2 separate regions of the Triticum aestivum genome follow, and region 1 is linked to region 2. A link is a contact called in public Hi-C data. All regions are on one chromosome and are shown on one strand. Each heading gives the region's core, a stretch centred on a gene start, on an enhancer-like site or on the middle of the called end of the contact. The rest is flanking DNA. Distances are from core to core; before and after follow the strand shown.

The links. A called contact is a pair of places that touch in the nucleus more often than the background predicts.
Region 1: a contact with region 2 is called in a Hi-C map of leaf, with 5 times the contacts expected there. The contact joins the promoter of LOC123160011 here to the promoter of LOC123156653 in region 2. A contact is called at or near these places in 3 of 5 Hi-C or Micro-C datasets (all in leaf).

The regions. Positions count from the first base shown.
Region 1 is chr7B:86,599,392-86,604,591 of IWGSC CS RefSeq v2.1, reverse strand. It overlaps LOC123160011 (WAT1-related protein At1g44800), which reads left to right and starts at 2,948. Exons shown (of 6, transcript XM_044577828.1): 1 at 2,948-3,315; 2 at 4,040-4,102; 3 at 4,213-4,579; 4 at 4,683-4,844; 5 at 4,952-5,103. The coding sequence starts at 3,122.
Region 2 is chr7B:85,709,189-85,714,614 of IWGSC CS RefSeq v2.1, reverse strand. LOC123156653 reads left to right here and starts at 3,846. Exons shown (of 18, transcript XM_044574803.1): 1 at 3,846-5,286. The coding sequence starts at 4,200.

The DNA.
Region 1 (5,200 bases), core at 1,699-4,198, 890 kb before region 2:
AAGGCAACGGATGCATGGAGAGAAAGCTTATCATGTTGCTGTTTTAGCTCCTTTCATTCGATGGCACACTCGGTTAGATAAAAATGTTGCGTGCGTACACCTATCCATTAAATAACCCCAACCTTTCCCAAAAGAAAGTTTATGCAATTCAAGCACGATAATGTGCATTGCTTAAAGACAAAACATCAAAACCATAAAATATCTTCCATGGGGACATTTTTAAAATGTGCAAGATTGCCAATAGTAAGTTTGTGTGTCATAGGTATGATATCTTCATAGGTGCTAAAGTTGTTAAAAGGATAGCGGGTCATTTCCGTTAAAGCTTGTGTTGATAACATTCCTATATTTACATCTTTGCTGCTTTCTGCCATGGAATTCCCTCGAGTAGCCGCGATAGATACCATTGGTCCATGAATGCACATATCAATTTTGCTTCTGGGATAACCACGAGGGTCATCGCGCCGCGCATACGGGAGTTTATCATAGCTAAATGTGGCATAGTGGGTCAGACTAGGGAATACGGCCAATATGGATGGAGGCATGCAGCTAGGCAGTGCAGAGCTATTAGCTTCAGCCATTCAGTTTGGGGTTGCATGCAAATGTGGAAGCTTCATTCCACTTTTGTTGGTTGTGTCCTATCTCCATATGATGTCATTAATTCATAGTGGGTTGTCAATTTTTCCGTTGCAACTCTTTGCAATCTTTCTTAGTGTCCACGTGTCCATATTTGTCATTATTGGTTAGCGTTTCTTCATAGACTTCTAACTGGACAATAATTCTTGTAGAGGCACATCGTACCGGATTTGTCTTGTTTGTTGTGTACTGATCGCAAGGGATTATTGTTCTTTTTTTTTCAACAAATGATTATTGCTAATCTGATTTGGTTTACGGTAGACAAAAATGACGTGGTAAAAAATCTCTAGAGTTTGTGGTCCTTCTCCATGTGTGGAAGGAGCTTTAGAAGGTGACATCTCTAGAAATTTTCCTTAGTGGTGTGGATGCCCTGGATCTGAGTAGTAGCCCATTGCTAGACAGTTGCTTTTTTTGTGTGAAGGACGAGCTGCGCGTGGCACACAGTACACACCGATACTCGTAGCAGTCAGACGCCAGAACTAATGGACATTTGTGTGAAACACGAACAGCGCGTGGCACACAGCCCTCTCCGTCCCCGGCCCCACACCGCCTTTGCCACTATTCGTCTTCCATATATGCATCAATCGTTGTGTTGTGATAAGACCAAGTATTGATCGCGTTGTTTAGCATGCGAAACCTACTATATTTGTTGTTGTAATTTGGTAACGACAGGAGTGGGGAAAGTAAACAACAAATACCTTGCCACAAGGGGTGTTTGATTCAGCTGGCTATGTTGAGATGACATTACTTCTTCTAACAGAAAAAAAAAGAACATGTTTCCTCCCTTTGTAAATCATTCTTACAGGTAAAAATGGTGCGATCTTAGGATTCCCAGGATGTCACTCATTGGACATGAGACAAGCTCATCTTGGCGGTACATGTGGCAGTTTGAGGCCTGACCTACCGACGATGGCTGAAACGAGGCCCTTTTTAGTTGTTGATTTGCTGTTACGACACCACTGTTAAGAGCTCGTCTAGGCTGTGTCCGAACTTCTGTTGTACTCATCTGAACTTCTCGTTCTTTGGATTCGTTGGTTGCGTGCATCATCTATTCGTTGGTTGCGAGTAAGTATAGTGTCATCATTTATTATGATGTAGACTCATTTTGCATTGGGGTGTGTTATGTTACGGTAACATACCATAAGCACCTCTCTCCTCATTAACTCTATGCCACATAAGCATACATGTCTTGGAGTGCGTTATGTTATTGCCTAAGTTACTTTCACTATGGCTAGCTTTAGGCTAGTCATAGTGCATAGTAACTTAGACTAGTAACATGCATATGTTACTAGTCTATATTACTACCATCATAGTGGGTAATAACATAAGTGTAGTGTCATGCAAGCCTTCATTTATTATGTTGTAGACTCATTTTGTATTGGGGTGCGTTATGTTATGGTAACATATTATGTTACCACAAGCACCTCTCTCCTCATTAACTTCATGCCACATAAGCATATATGTCTTGGGATGTGCTATGTTACTACGTAAGTTACTTCCACTATAGCTAGCCTTATGCAGGGCGGATATTTAATATTTTCTTTCTCTAGCTACTTCCTTCATCCCGTATTAATTGACGCTCGAACAGATGTATCTAGAAGGTAGCATCGCTATCGTCTCTATACGGCTATTCTGTAGTCTAGACGGTAGCATGCTATTCCGAAGTCCCTTTCTGAAAACACACATTCTCTGATTTCTGCGTCGTTACGTGAACATGAGAATTCGAACCCAGCTGGCCTGGCGGGCGAAGTTACTGCTGCCATGACTCCCCCTCTTTAACCCATTGATTGATGACTACCAGTACAGTTTCGGGAAACGCTCTGAGAAAAAAATGCTTGCCACCGTCGGACCGCGTCGCACGTCGGCACTCCGTTGCCGTTGGGGGCGACATCCAGGCGGCATTTCGTACCGCCGGGCGTCTCCTCCGTTGCTGGCCTGCTGCCGGCACAGGAAGCAGAGCAGGAGGCAGCGCTGACAGGGGAGGCGGGCCGGAAGTGGATCGGCAACGTCGACGCGCACGTCCCGGCCCGGCCGGCCACGTTCCATCGAGCGCTAGAGCTCGTGGCGCCCTAATCAAATTGAAGACAGGAAATTGGGTGCACGGGTGACTCGGGATCCATCCATCCGTCTCCGTCGACACCACAACCACACCACACACGCACACCAACTCCTACTACTCCTACTAGCACGCACATACTCTAGCTAGGAGCACTGTGCACGGGTGGTGCGCGGCGCGGGCCAATGCATGCCGAGCTGACCGGCTGACCTCACCCCCACAAACCTGTACCCCGCTATAAATTGCCCCGTCCGCGAGCTCATTTTCCATCGCCGCGTACCGCAGTCGTCTGAGCTCAGCAGCCACCCGCCCAGCAGCCGAGCGCCGAGCCGCAGCCTCACACGCACGGTGCGAGTACGTGGTGAGAGCTGTGCGCTCGTGCCTCCATCCACCCTCCGCTCGTGCTTGTGTGAGAGAGGGAGAGCGTCAGCCATGGGCGTGGGGAAGAAGGTGCTGAACGACGTGAAGCCGTACATGATGATGATCCTGCTGCAGATCGGGTACGCCGGGATGTACATCGTCTCCGTCGCCTCGCTCAAGCGCGGCATGAGCCACTACGTCCTCGTCACCTACCGCAACCTCGTTGCCACGCTCGTCATGCTGCCCTTCGCCCTCTTCTTCGAGAAGTACGTACTGGCTAGCACCAACCTCCCAATCTCTACCTTGCTTCTCCGTCCTTCTCCATCTAATCTTCTTGCGTGTGCATGCATGTCAAACTGTTTACATGCATGCATGCACAAGGACAAGGGGCAGGGTAGCCTAGCCTAGCTTCCACCGAATGTTTCAGAAGCCCAGTTCGTTTTTGTTTCATCAGTTCCAAGTGTAGTTATTATTATCATCAGCCAAAGTAAAATGGTTATCAATGTTATCTGCTCGTACTAGTACTAGCTAGTTTCAATCAATCACTACGTAATCAAGCACTAGATGCACAGTTGCACACTGGTGCGAGACACCAGGAGCGCAATCCTATCGCATCCTAGCGATGCATGCCCAGGTCTTTTTTCACTTCACGTCGGCTTTTCTCTCCCTCGAGGCCTCGACCCCCTTCCTTTCCGTGACATCGGTCAGTCAGGAGTCAGGACGCCTCTGGATTAATCTATACCCAACCGACACATGCACGGATGCACCCCGACAACCTTTGCTTCCATGTGCTGTGTGTGTATAACCGCACTAGAGTTCTTTTGAGCAAGCAAAGCTTTAATTAGCTTCATGCCAATTGCTAATGCCCAGCTCTGAGCTGTGCTTTCGTTTCACGCATGATAAACTTGCCGTTGCTAACTTGTCTTTGGCGTCTTGTATGGAGTACTAGCTGACAGCTACTGATCGTCTGTTGTGCTTGCGAAATTGCAGGGGGACACGGCCCAAGATGACACTCCGCATCTTCATCAAGATCTTGGGGCTGGCGCTGCTCGAGTACGTGCGATGCTTTTTTTTACTGACTGTTTTTATTTACCAGCTGTCGGTCGGTCAATGAATTATGGTGTACTGATTATTACTCGTGGTCGTGGGTTCCCAACCTGCAGGCCTGTGCTTGACCAGAACCTGTACTACGTGGGCAACAAGCTGACCTCGGCCAGCTTCTCGTCGGCGCTGGTCAACATCCTGCCGGCCGTCACCTTCATCATGGCCATCGTCCTGCGGATGGAGAAGCTCCGGCTCCGGAGCTCCCACAGCCAGGCCAAGGTCGCCGGCACCATCTGCACCGTCATCGGCGCGGTGCTGATGATCATGTACCACGGCCCCGTGGTGCAGTTCCCGTGGGCCAGGGGCGCCCACCACGTCGACCAGGCCGCCTCCGCCGCCGCCGCCCAGAGCAGCGCCACCTGGCTCAAGGGCACCATCGCCATCATCACCAGCTGCGTCGCCTGGGCCGGCTTCTTCGTCCTCCAGGTACGCACACACCGGCCACGCCGGGCGCCATTAATGGCAGCAGCAACAGCTAGTACTGTAGTAGTATACGTACCTTAATTGCGCCGCTCGCGAATGCATGCAGTCGAACACGCTCAACAGCTACCCGGCGGCGCTGACGCTGACGACGCTGATCTGCGCGATGGGCACCGGGATCAACGGCTCGATGGCGCTGGTGGCGGAGCGCCACGACATGAGCGCGTGGGTCATCGGCTTGGACACCCGCCTCTTCACCGTCGTCTACTCGGTAAGCAGTGCCCCCTAGTCAAGCTGCATGCATGCAGGTGCAGCCGGCCAGTCGACCCCATTGGTTATTAACGAGCTAATGGATAAATTATGCGCGTGTGCATGCAGGGCGTGGTGTGCTCCGGCGTGGCCTTCTTCGTGCAGGGCATCGTGACGGAGACGCGCGGGCCGGTGTTCGTCACGGCCTTCCAGCCCCTCTGCATGATCATCACCGCCGTCCTCGGCTCCGTCATCCTCAAGGAAGAGACCACTCTCGGAAGGTGATTACGTTAGCTCAGTAAACTCTCTTGATATTAATTAAGACCCGTCACAATCACTGCAGTAATCAGTTAACTAATCCTGTGGTTCTCATCTCAG
Region 2 (5,426 bases), core at 2,597-5,096:
TCCAAATTAGACCTACGCTCCGGGTACCATCAGATTCGCTTGGTGGAGGGCCAGGAGTACAAGACTGCGTTTCAAACGCATTCAGGGCATTATGAGTTTCTCGTGGTCTCTTTCGGACTAGCAGGTGGGCCAGCCACATTCAACGGCGCCCTGACCACCACGCTCAAGCCAGTCGATCGCAAGTGTGTACTCCTTTTCTTTGATGACATATTGGTCTTCAGCAAGACTCTTAGAGATCACATCATCCATCTCCGTCAGGTCCTGCAGCTGCTACGCCATGATCAATGGCACGTGAAGAGGTCCAAGTGTGAGTTTGCCCAGCACAGTCTGTCATACTTGGGTCATGTCATCAGTAGCAAGGGGGTGTCAACTGATCCAACCAAGATACGCGCGGTGGCAAACTGGGAAACACCAACGGATGTCAAGGCAGTACGCAGCTTCTTGGGGCTTGCAGGGTACTATCGGCGATTCGTCAAGAATTTTGGCATCATAGCACAACCCTTGTTCAATCTGCTGAAGAAAGGAGCACCTTTCGTGTGGACTCCTGCAACGGATACTGCTTTCCAACTACTGAAGCGACACCTGATCGAGGCTCCAGTACTCGCTCTGCCCAACTTCACCCAATCGTTTATGATCGAGACCGATGCCTGTGACAAGGGAATAGGCGTAATTCTCCAGCAAGGTGGCCACCCGATCGCATATATGAGCAAAGCATTGAGCCCGCGCTACCAAGGCCTCTCGACATATGAGAAGGAGTATTTGGCAGTCATCGTAGCTATTGACCAGTGGCGCCCTTACCTCCAGCATGCAGAGTTCACTATCCTCACTGACCAGCGGAGCCTGATACATTTGACAGAACAACGGCTCACAACACCGTGGCAGCAACGAGCCTTCACGAAGCTGTTGGGGCTCCAGTATACCATCAAATACAAGAAAGGGACAGAGAACACAGCAGCCGATGCCCTGTCGAGGTCCAACACTGAAGAAGTACTACACACCCTCAGCGTGTGCCAACCAGCTTGGCTAGAGGACATTGTCAACAGCTACAATACCAACCCGCAAGCGCAACGCCTCCTGGAGCAACTAGCTGTGCGGGAGGACCCCAAAGGGCGATTTCAGTTGCAAAACAGACTCCTCCGCTTTCGCGGCCGCATCTGGCTAGGGGGGACCACAACAATGCAGCAGCACATCATCGCGGCCTTCCATGACAGTCCGATGGGGGGGGGCACTCGGGATTTCCAGTGACATATCGCCGCGTGCGTAGGCTCTTTGCGTGGCCTAAGATGAAAGCACACGTCCAGCAGTACGTGCGATGCTGCCAAGTCTGCCAACAAGCCAAACCGGATCATGCTGCTTCACCAGGCCTGTTGCTACCCCTCCCTATACCTAAGGAATCATGGGATCTAATCACCATGGATTTCGTGGATGGATTGCCGCAATCAGGCCAATACAATTGTTTGCTGGTTGTCGTCGACAAGAGAACGCGGTTTGCCCATTTCCTTCCTCTGGCTCACCCATACACAACATCTAAAGTGGCTCTGCTCTATATGCAACAGTTGTACAAGCTGCATGGCTTCCCAGGGGCAATTGTATCCGACCGCGACCCAGTCTTTAGCAGTCACTTTTGGCAGGAGTTGTTCAAATACACGGGCACAGAACTCCGGATGAGCACGGCGAATCACCCCCAGACCGACGGGCAGACCGAGAGGGTGAATCAGTGCATCGAAACCTACCTTCGTTGCTTTGTGCAAGCGTGCCCCAAGCGATGGAGCTTCTGGGTGCCCTTGGCCCAATTCTGGTACAACTCGTCGCACCACTCGGCGATTGGGATGACGCCGTTCAAGGCCATGTTCGGAAGGGAGCCAAGGCACTGGGGGATTACAGCAACAACATCATCATCGGTCCCTGCACTGCAAGCGTGGCTCGAAGAAAGGGCCGTCATGTAAGACCTGATACAGCAGTAGCTCCATCGCGCGCGCCAGATCATGCAAGACCAGGCGAACAAGAAGCGTTCGTTCAGGCAGTTTCAAGTCGGTGACCAGGTCTTCCTCAAGCTCCAGCCATATATCCAAACTTCGGTGGCCCCCCGCGCCAACCACAAGCTCAGCTACAAGTTCTATGGACCGTTCAAGATTGTCGCCAAGGTCAACGAGGTCGCCTACAAGCTCCAACTACCCCCCCAAGCGACGGTGCACCCAGTCTTCCACGTCTCCCAACTTCGACACGCGCTGCTTCCAGGCGTCACAGCTGCTTCATTGCTTCCCTCGGGTACAGGCGACACGACAATTCCTCTCAAGGTGTTGCAGTCAAGGTGGCGCAAGAAGAACGACTCCATGGTCGAACAAGTGCAAGCCCAGTGGTCCGCCGGCTCAGCTATCGACATCACCTGGGAGGACAAGGAAGCGCTCCAGGCTCGCTTTCCACAGGCTGAGGCTTGGGGGCAAGCCTCTTCCCAAGGAGGAGGGGATGTTAACACCCCAGACACCCCTGCCCCACCTGCCAGCAAGGCACGGGCGCGGCCCAACCGCAACCGACGCGTCAACCCTCGCTTCTTCGGCCCAGAGTGGCACAGGCAGCCCGGCCCAGCCACAGTCACTACTTAAGGCGATCCCCCTCCCCGGCTCTCCCGATCCAGTGGATCAAGAACCCGGCGGCGGCAAGAACCCTAGTTCGTCTTAGATCGATCTATTCCTGTAACCGAAGCTTGTACCAGATTATATTGCCAGTGAGAACATCCTATCGATTACCACCATCGCTTGATCCTAACACGTTGCAACGCATGAGAACTGAAATAGATCATACGAACATTGTTAGGGTACGTCCAAATTTCATGGTCAAAAAAGAAATACTCAATGTAGTCTTATTTTTGACGTTTGCAAAAATTGGATTAAAGAAGTGTTGCATAATGGCAAGTGGAGCAGGTTTTAATTTTTCGCCCGGTGCAACGCACGGGCATTTGTACTAATAAATAAATAATGGCCAACCCTTTATTATATTAATGAGAAAATTGCAACGCTCTAATCCTACAAAGCAAATAAATAACCTAGAAAAAAATTATAGTATTTGAATACAAAACCTCTACTTATTTTTTGAGAGAACATATAAAACCTCTACTGTTTTGACGAAGCCTTTACGGGCCCGAACCCGGCCATGTGTGTTCACCATTTCGGCCGAGGTCCACTTGGTGGGTTGGCGAAATGGGCCAGCCCCATTGTTGGTACTTTGTGCGTATCGAAGCAGAACCGCGCAGTCCAACGGCTCCCATAAAGACGGAGACGCTGGATCTCAAAAAAAATAAAATAAAGACGGAGACGCGGGCCCCACCTGCCATTGACCCACATCACGTGAAAGGGAGGCCCCAACCGTTTCCAAATCTGTGGCCGTGCAGGCGTACGTGTGCGCAGTCGCCCGCCCAGCCCACCAAGTGGGCCCGCCTCGAGTCATAGACCACCACGCGTCCCGTCACCTACCCGCCAACCCGCTAACCGAACCGAGGATCCGCGGACACGTAGCGGCAGCCGGGACCACACGTCAGTCATGCAACTAGAACCGAATCCCGTGACGAAACACACTGGGTCAGGGATATCCCCTCGACGAAATCGCTCCGGCCACGCAACCTCCCTCACTGACAACACGGGACCGCCCCCGCAGCCAGTCTGTGCGCGGCTGCGCGAGTCGCCTCGGGGTGCCCGTGGCGTTTACGGCGAGGGCACCTTTCACGAGGCAGGAGCACGACGCCCCGAGGCCCAGCCCACTACGACGACACGGTGGGACGCGACAGACAAACGGGCGCCGCGATTTTTTTTTTTACACAGAGAAGGAAAAGCAACCGTCTCTCTCTCCCCTCTTTCTCCCTCCCTCCCGCTGGCGGATCTGAACTCCCCCAAAAATCGTGACCCGAGAGAAACCCTAGCCCCCAGAGGTTTTCCGCCCCCACAACCGCCGTGGCGCCTCGCCGGAGAGCTCGGCCCGCCGCCGACGCCGACGCGGCCCCGTCCTCCCCGGACGCCGGCGACGATGCGCCGCTCGCCGGCGACGACGACGCGGCCGCCGGGGCCTCGCCGGAGGCTCGCGGCGTCGGCACGTCCGAGCAGGCCAGGAAGGCGCTGTCCCTGCGCTCGCCGTTCGACGGCGAGGAGGCGGCGGCCCGGAACCCTCTGCTGCCCGCGCGGGTCGCCAGATGGGCGGTGGTCGGCGACATGCGGAGGAAGCACAAGAAGGCTCAGCCGCCGGACCCGGCAGCTGCTGTGGAGCAGCCCAAAGCGAGATCCAATGCTTTCTGGGACAGGATGGAGCCTTATTTCCGGGATATGACGTTGCAGGATTTGGAGATGGCAGAGCCCAAGCCTCTCTCCAGCTCCAACTGGCTCGATCCATGCCTCCTCGTGCCGTTTGTGGGCAGTGGCAAGAAAGTGTTGCGGAGACATGTTGATCCGTCTGATGTGGCCGTGGTCGCCGAAAACTCTAATTCGAACTCGGTGGAGTTGGAGAACGGCATGGTGCATAGCAAACATGATCCACATGAGAGCTCAGATTTTGTTTGGAACAGTGCGGAGCTAGTCAATAGCAATGGGACCAGTGGAGATCACTGTGAACGGGATATGCAGGAGGTGATTTTGCACCAAGACGAGCAGCCGGTGGTAATTAAACTAGATCCAGGCAAGAGAGATGGTGTTGTTTTACCAGTCCTCAGCCAGAATCCGGACTCCTCATTGAATTGGCTCCTAGGAGCAAGAGGACGGGCTGTGCTCACTTCGGAGCGCCCAAACAAGAAAAGGAAGCTGCTGGGTGCAGATGCTGGGCTTGAACAGCTTGTGGTCCTGCCACCCTTAGAAGGTGACTCTGGTTCAAAATGTGATGTATGTTGTTTGGGAGAGAGTGATGCTGCATCCAACAGGATGCTCCAGTGCAATAGCTGCAAGGTGTCGGTGCACCGGAAGTGTTATGGTGTGCAGGTCGAGCCAGATGGCTATTGGATGTGTGCCTTGTGTGAACGGAGGTTGACACAGAGTGATGCAGGCAGGATTGCGTTTATGCCTTGTGTGCTTTGCTCAACGGAGAAAGGTGCTTTGAAACCTGTAAAATGTGAGCCTGGTGGAATTGCAAATGGGGGCAACCTGAATTTTGCACACTTGTTCTGTAGTCTATGGGCACCGGAGGTTTTTGTAGAGGACATGGACTCAATGGAACCTATCACAAATATCGAAGACATCCCAGAGAAGCGGACAAAAATGGTCTGCACTATTTGCAAGATTATGCGTGGTGCATGTGTTCGATGTAGCCATGGTATGTATTTCCACTCTGTCACATGTAGAAGTGTGGTCCTTGTGTATACCAGAAAGCCTCTAATTTATGGGATACATTGCACCTCACGGCATCGCTCTATAGTGAATTCTACTCCTAAACATTTCACCTAGTTTTCTTTC